Regions from separate parts of the Mus musculus genome. Here region 2 is linked to region 1. The links are chromatin contacts, called in public HiChIP or PLAC-seq maps. All regions are on one chromosome and are shown on one strand. Each heading gives the region's core, a stretch centred on a gene start, on an enhancer-like site or on the middle of the called end of the contact. The rest is flanking DNA. Distances are from core to core; before and after follow the strand shown. Region 1 holds the start of Tti2 (TELO2 interacting protein 2). Region 2 has its middle 29 kb from the start of Gm26578.

The links. HiChIP or PLAC-seq counts read pairs in DNA pulled down with a chosen protein or histone mark.
Region 2: an H3K27ac HiChIP or PLAC-seq map of acute myeloid leukemia shows a contact between it and region 1, with 2.9 times the contacts expected there. The contact joins the enhancer-like site here to the promoter of Tti2 in region 1. A contact is called at or near these places in 1 of 39 promoter capture datasets (hippocampal neurons) and 5 of 115 datasets of contacts at active chromatin or transcription factors (acute myeloid leukemia, astrocytes, bone marrow-derived dendritic cells and 2 more).

What each region holds. Positions count from the first base shown.
Region 1 is chr8:31,148,470-31,151,695 of GRCm38.p6, forward strand. Tti2 (TELO2 interacting protein 2) reads left to right here and starts at 1,847. Exons shown (of 7, transcript NM_144927.3): 1 at 1,847-3,030. The coding sequence starts at 2,381. Snord13 (small nucleolar RNA, C/D box 13) reads right to left here and starts at 1,489; the gene lies at 1,392-1,489.
Region 2 is chr8:31,978,973-31,982,495 of GRCm38.p6, forward strand. It overlaps a transcript of Nrg1 not described here. Among named protein-coding and RNA genes, the nearest start is that of Gm26578, 29 kb to the right of the region's middle. Within about 2 kb of position 2,084, at least 5 of the 459 cell types and tissues checked have an H3K27ac peak or open chromatin away from gene starts, as enhancers often do. A contact at or near this core is called in acute myeloid leukemia, where this site is marked.

The sequences.
Region 1 (3,226 bases), core at 597-3,096:
CCTTCATTCTGTTATTTCCTGACACATAATTGTTTATACATGTTATTTACCTTCCATTTCTACTTTAACACACAAGGAAATGCATATATCTTACTCTCTATCTTTCCTTCTTTCTTACAAGAGAGCATCTATCTACCCTTCCTCCCCTCTGCTCCTTCCACCTATCTATATTCCCAGAGTTCCATGGTGTTACACAGAGACTGCTTTTTCTCCCTCACTGCAGCTGCACCAAGCTGCATTGTGTGGACGCAGCTCCATGTAGCTGCATTGTGTGGGTGGTCAATCCAGCCTGTCCTCTGTGCGTGGACATGGGCATTCAGGATACATTTGTTGCCTTGACTAAATTGTGCCAGGCACTAGATAGAAGTAAAGGCATGGCTGGCTCGGGCTTTGGGAAACCCAGCGAGAGATCTCAACAATACAGAGCACTCCTCAAGTCTGAAAGGCGTCTGGATCCACTGGACACAAAGGGCACATGCTACAGAAAAGAAACGTCCCACACAGTACAGACACAATAACCTCTTATTGACTGGCCTCAAGCTGCTTTTGTTAAGGGAAGGTTTCTCTTGGAAGTGGTTAGCAGTGATTGATCAGAGTGCCACCAATTGGTCAGAGTGGGAAAAGCCAGAAGAAAGAGGTTCCGAGTTAGAATTCTAATCACCAGATTTTCTTGGAAAGAAGAAATGTAAATTAATGTTGGTGCTGTTGCATAACAATGGGAACTAACACCTCTATGAACTTTATGCTGATCAGATATTGTTCCCGGCATTTATGTACATTAAAAATTGTCCCAACAGTCCTAAGAGATGGGGACCAGTAATTATCTACATTTGTTTCCCCAATACAGAAATTAAGACATAGAGATCTGAGCTATTGCCGTTTGCAAGAGGTCACACAGAGAAGTGAAGGGGGGAAAAAAAGCCACACAGGCATCACTGGTAGTGTAGTGGCAAATAGTGTAACACTAAGAAGAGCATGTCTTGGAGTGGAAAGATGGTTCAGTTAAGAACATGCCATGGCTAACAAACTCCAGAAATTCAAGTTCAGAGAACTGGACACTGTTTTCTGGCTTCCGCGGGGACCAGGGGGGGCACCAGGTACACATATACGCATGTGAACAAAGCATTTATACACATCAGAGTAATAACTTAATAAAACAATTTTTCTTAGAAAGAAGTGAATTGTACCAGAGCGACTTGTAAGAAGCATAACTCTGTCACTTTCAGTTTCTCTTAGGAATGGAATGTACTTTAGTAATAATGTATTAGTCCCAGGTACCCTGGACACTTTCCACTACCTAACCAGTAATCCTACCTGACTGAACCAAGAAGTAAAAAACAGGGCATAACTCTAATCTACACAAGAACCAGAAGTGGAGGATCCTCCTAAGTTCATGTCAGACGGGTAATGTGCCCACGTCGTAACAAGGTTTATGGGCGGCACATGTCACGCAATGGCGTGAACACCCAATCATCACGCTTTATGAACCAGAAAGGATCGGCCTTACTGTTAGCTTGCGAAGTATCGAGTAAGTCTCACCAGTTTTTCAAAGAGGGTGACTAATATGCTGCCGCTCTATTTAGCTTTTGCACACAAAATCTAGTACAATTTCAAACTGTTACTAGGATTTTGCGAGAATTCTCTTGTTTCTAGCCTAGCAGATGAAATCAGGAACAAACTTAATGAGCGAACGCTTAGTTATGCAAATATATCCTTCATGCTCCACCTTTTACCCCTTCCTTCTCTGACGGACTGTTTGTTGCTTTCTGGTCGCGAGTCGTAAAAAGAAGCGTTGCGGCTCCGCTGGCGGAAGTTAGTTTTGCTTTACGGCTACAATGCTCTCCAGGGCCGGAAGTTGCGGAATACAGCTACCGTACTGGAAGAGCGCTTGGTTTCGGGAGCCTTTTTGGTGTCACGGTTCAGTAGTTTGTCTTTAAAATTAACTGTTTTTTTTTTCTTTTTTGAGTTTTCGGAAAGACAAATTTCGCTACGTGTTAGGAGCTTGAGGCTCTCCTATTTTTTTTTCGAGACAGGGTTTCTCTGTGTATCCCTGGCTGTCCTGGAACTCACTCTGTAGACCAGGCTGGCCTCGAACTCAGAAATCTGCCTGCCTCTGCCTCCTGAAGCGTGCGCCACCACTGCCCGGCTTGAGGCTCTCTTCTTACAGCCACTTTACTGGGTGGATTGACACTCGATCCTTGCGTCAAGACAGTGAGACATCTCGCCTTTTAGCTGTGCCTGGTTTTAGTTCTGTTCGTTGGGGGACACCGAGCCCCGGACGACCTTCCCTCCGAGACTCCAGACACCATCCCCATTTGGTCTCTGTCCCCCCCCGGGGGGGGCGGGGGGGGCGAGCCCAGCCCCTCCGGTGCGACTAGGAATGAAGCTGGACAGTGCCGAAGAGAAGTCGGGGGTCGGCTGCTCCCTGCCTGCAGAGGGCTCTCCCCCGGCCCTCGAACCAGCCTTCTCCAAGATTCTGAACCGTCTCAGCCGCCCAAAGTCATCAGGACAGGGCGGCGCAAGAAATGCGGCTCTTAAAGACCTCGGCGCTTTAATAGAAGCCGCCGAAGGTGACAGATTCTTTGAGGGGAGTGGGAGTGGGGGATCCCTCCGGGGGATGCCCGAGATCCTGGGGCAGGTGGTGAGAGCCCTGGAGAAGTTCGCAGCACCCGAGGAGAAGGCAGATGGGGTCGAAGAGCATCCCGAAGTGCCCGAGAAGGCGACTGAAGTTGGCTCACTGTTTCTAAAGCTGTTGGGGAAGGTTGAAGCTGCCAAGAGTTCTCCCGACTGCCCTGCGTGGAAGACAGGCCTCCGTCACATGTCAGGACCCGTGTATATTTTTGCCATCACTCACAGATTGAAGCAGCCATGGACCAGTCCAGCATCTCAGCATGTTGCTGGTGAGGTGCTGTCTTTATTGCTTAGAGTTACTGAGTGCAGTTCTGTGGCAGGATTCCTATGCGGAGAAAATGAAGACGATCGAGGGAGATTTGCTGTGGTCTTGGGGCTTCTTAAGCCCCATTTGAATAAGTGAGTAATGCTCTTTTCACTATTATCAGACAGATAGGGGTGCTGAGATAATAGATTTCTTAAGGACCGGAACGGTTGTGGCTTACTAGAGACGAGGAAATCATATAGCAGCAAATTCAAGATTAGAACTGAAGTCATCAAATTCCATTTTCTCCACCAAATGACTGCCTTGGAAAACTGGAAATTCTGACAATAG
Region 2 (3,523 bases), core at 834-3,333, 830 kb after region 1:
AAGGACAGATTATGCTGCACTCTGCAGGCAGGCTCCCATGTAACCACGTGAGCCTTAAAGGAAGATAGCTTCTCCTCCTTATAGCAATAAAAACATACAAGTCAAAGAAGAGGAGGCTCTGAGCCAAGGAATTCATTCAGACCATCTCAGGAAGCAAAGGCAAAACTCATGCTCGACAAGACCCTCCTGTCCCTGTGGCTACCTCATTGGACCCTCAGTGAATCTCATCTTGAAATTCTATCCTTTAGAACTGAGAGACAGCAATGTGTATTAACCCTTAAGATACAAAAGCCCGGTTCAACAGCAAGTGAAAGCTAGGACAGGTCTCTAAGCCAAGTGTGTTGATTTTTTTTTTAACATCAACAACTATGAAATGTCTATCTTATTATTCTACATCGGACTTTAGCTTATAAAAACAGATATGCCTGGATGCAGTTAAGCCACTAGCTATTCATCTCTTGACCTCCCTGGTATCCTACTCATGGTCCAGAAAAGAAACCCCAAAATGGCTACAGATGCTAAGGAACAGACTGCCAAAACACTGAGTGCTCAGAAAATGAAGGTTAGCCTGGACACACAGCCCAGCAACCATTTCATTTCTTTCACCTCAGATTGTTGCCCAAGCTGCTATGCTTCAAAGCCAGCCAGGAGAACCGATCCTTCTTCCTGCACATGGTGATCAGAACATAGTAGCAAAACCACAGGCATAATGTTTATACTGAAGCATGACTGTTGGATAAATATTAATATCCTAATGACAACAGGACACAGTTTTTTTGTTTTGTTTTGTGTGTGTGTGTGTGTGTGTGTGTGTGTGTGTGTGTGTGTGTGTGTGTGTGTGTTTAATCAAGAAAGGACTTCTGTCAACATTTCCTAGGCTTTGTAAAGGTTTGGGTTTCAAGAAACCAAGACTGTATATTGGGAGTAATGGGCTTTCACCAGTTATTTAAGTTAAAAAAGCAAGATTTTTACTAGTGACTATGCAATTTACACAGCAATGATTGTCGCTTTTGAAAAAAAAAAAGAAAAAGAAAAATCACTTACAAACCAAGTTTTAGGAAGTAGGACAATTTAAACAAAATTCCCAAATGGAAGCTTCAGAAATATTGCATTCAACTCTGGGTTGTGTCTACATGAAACCACTCCCTAATTTGTGTTTAAACTCAATTTCTATAGAAAGTGATTTCTTGCATAACATTGGTATACCTCAAATATCTTACATAAAACAAGGGAACACTGTGAAGCAGAACCAGAAGGGCTCAGCAATTCTAGGAAAGTATAAGCACCTCTATTTTTAATGAGGAAAATCCTCCTAAAAGAATTCAAAAGCTGTAGAAATAAAAACAGTGAACGCAGCGCATCCCAGCTTACAGGCAAACCTGAGGACTGTACTTAAACAACTACAGGGCCAAAACTATGAACAACAACACTTTGATCCAAAAAGACTCAAGGAAGTGGCAACCATGATGATGGCAAAAATAGAGGAAGAAAAAAAATGTCAAGGTTCTGTGAGCTTGCACTCCCCTCATACACAGACAGGTCCCATGTGTAAGGCATGTTGTTCATATATTGAGGATAGAAAGCCATAAGGGACAACATACTCTGGCTAAAGAGGAAGATCTTATGGAAGCAGCTAATGGTCAGACCTTTCTACTTCCCTTACTGCCCTACCACATCTCCATTCAATCTTCATTTGAAGGCCACCCTGTCACATGTTTCCTTTATTCCCAGAGAACCAAGAATAACAATGCCTGCTGGGACCTTAGGCACACTAACATTGATCTGCCCTTTGAGACTCTTTGTTAGAGTTGCTTTACAAAAAATGGTGCAAACATCAGCTGAGAAATGTAAAACATTATTTCCCCATGTATCCAGGCTACATTTCAGTTCATTTTTATCACCATTGCTCACCCCATTCCAATACCTGACCCAATTCTAGCCCCGGCTCTTCCAGGAAGGGAACTTTGATAGGATTAGGCAATCCACTGGCCAACGAAACCACCCAACTACAAAGTAACCACAAAAGTGGAAAAGCCAGGAAAGCAGTCGGGCTGCCACATAGGCAAAGCAGCCCTCACACGCAATGCAGGACACGTCACAGGAAAAGGGGAAGAACGCAGAAAATGGTTGTATGTCATGAGGTGGCAGCGCTCATCCTGGACACCCATGCCACAGGGAATGTCTAGCCGGAATGGACCCTGTCAGAAGCTGACTGAAACATTCAGGGAAGGATCAGATGACGAACATATGCCTAGGCAGCAAGGGAGAGGATTTAGAATCTGCTATTAGCATTAGTCTGTTTGGCCTTGGGTGTGTTCTGGATTCACATCTGTTCCTGGGACACCTTTTTCCACTAATGGCAGAGGACTCCACCTCTTCAAGACAGAAACACAAATTGCTTTTCTCACTTTTTTTTTTTGGCATTCTGAACAACGTTTGGGACCCAATGAATCCTGAAGTAGCTAGCAAACTTGTAGCATAAAAGATATCAAACAGAGATTACACAAATGAATTGCTGAACTTAGGGTACCTTGGGATATATATTTGAGTACATTTATCAAAAAGCCTTCTGGAAAACATGATAAAAACAAAACAAAACCTTATGTGCTAGTCTTCAGATACTGCCCACCTTTTACTCTCACTGGCCTAGAACTGGCCAAGTAGGTGAGCTGACTGATCAGTGAGCCCTGGAGACCTGCTGGCTCTGCCTCCCCAGCCCCTCAGTCCTAAGTGCCACCACCAGAACCAACTAAGGCTCACAGAACATAAAATTAGCTATATAATCATGGGATATCTCCACCATTTGGAATCAGAATATTCACATCTATCTAATACAGAAAAATGTTGTTGCTGCTGCTGCTGCTGCTGCTGTCGTTGTTGCTAGAAGATCCGTTTAGAAGATTTCCTCTTTTGGAGGAGCTAGAGAGATGGCTTAATGGTTAGAAGCATTTGTTACTGTTGCAGGACCTAGGTTCAATTCCTAGCACACATATGGCACCTCAGAACCAACTGTAACTCCAGTTCCAGGGGATCTGATGCCTTCTTGTGGCCTCTGCGAGCATCAGGCATTCATGTGACCAGGCAACACACCTATACATATAAGATAAAAACAAGTAAATCTTCGTTTTAAATCTCCACTTCTGTTTAAATTTGATAAGGTATGGCTTCATGCTCCTAATGATTGGCAATGATTTTCAATAGTAATAAAGATAGCCTGGATCAAAATATCAATATAAATTGGAATAAGGCACTACCGTTGAGCAGAAACTATGCTGGCCTTAGACATATAAACCTGTATAATTTTTCTAGGAAGAAGGAGGTTTGGGTACAATGAAAGGAATCCATACAATGATAATATCATATTATATAACAGATTGTTATGTTATATGATACTATCCTGTGCTCTCTCCACTCTATTTCTTGCTTATGTTGTGTGGAGGACACTACAAGTAATTTGTACCTGTGATGACTCTATACCCGTGAGGACTCTGAGATCATTTATCTGTTTATAAAACTGTGCTGG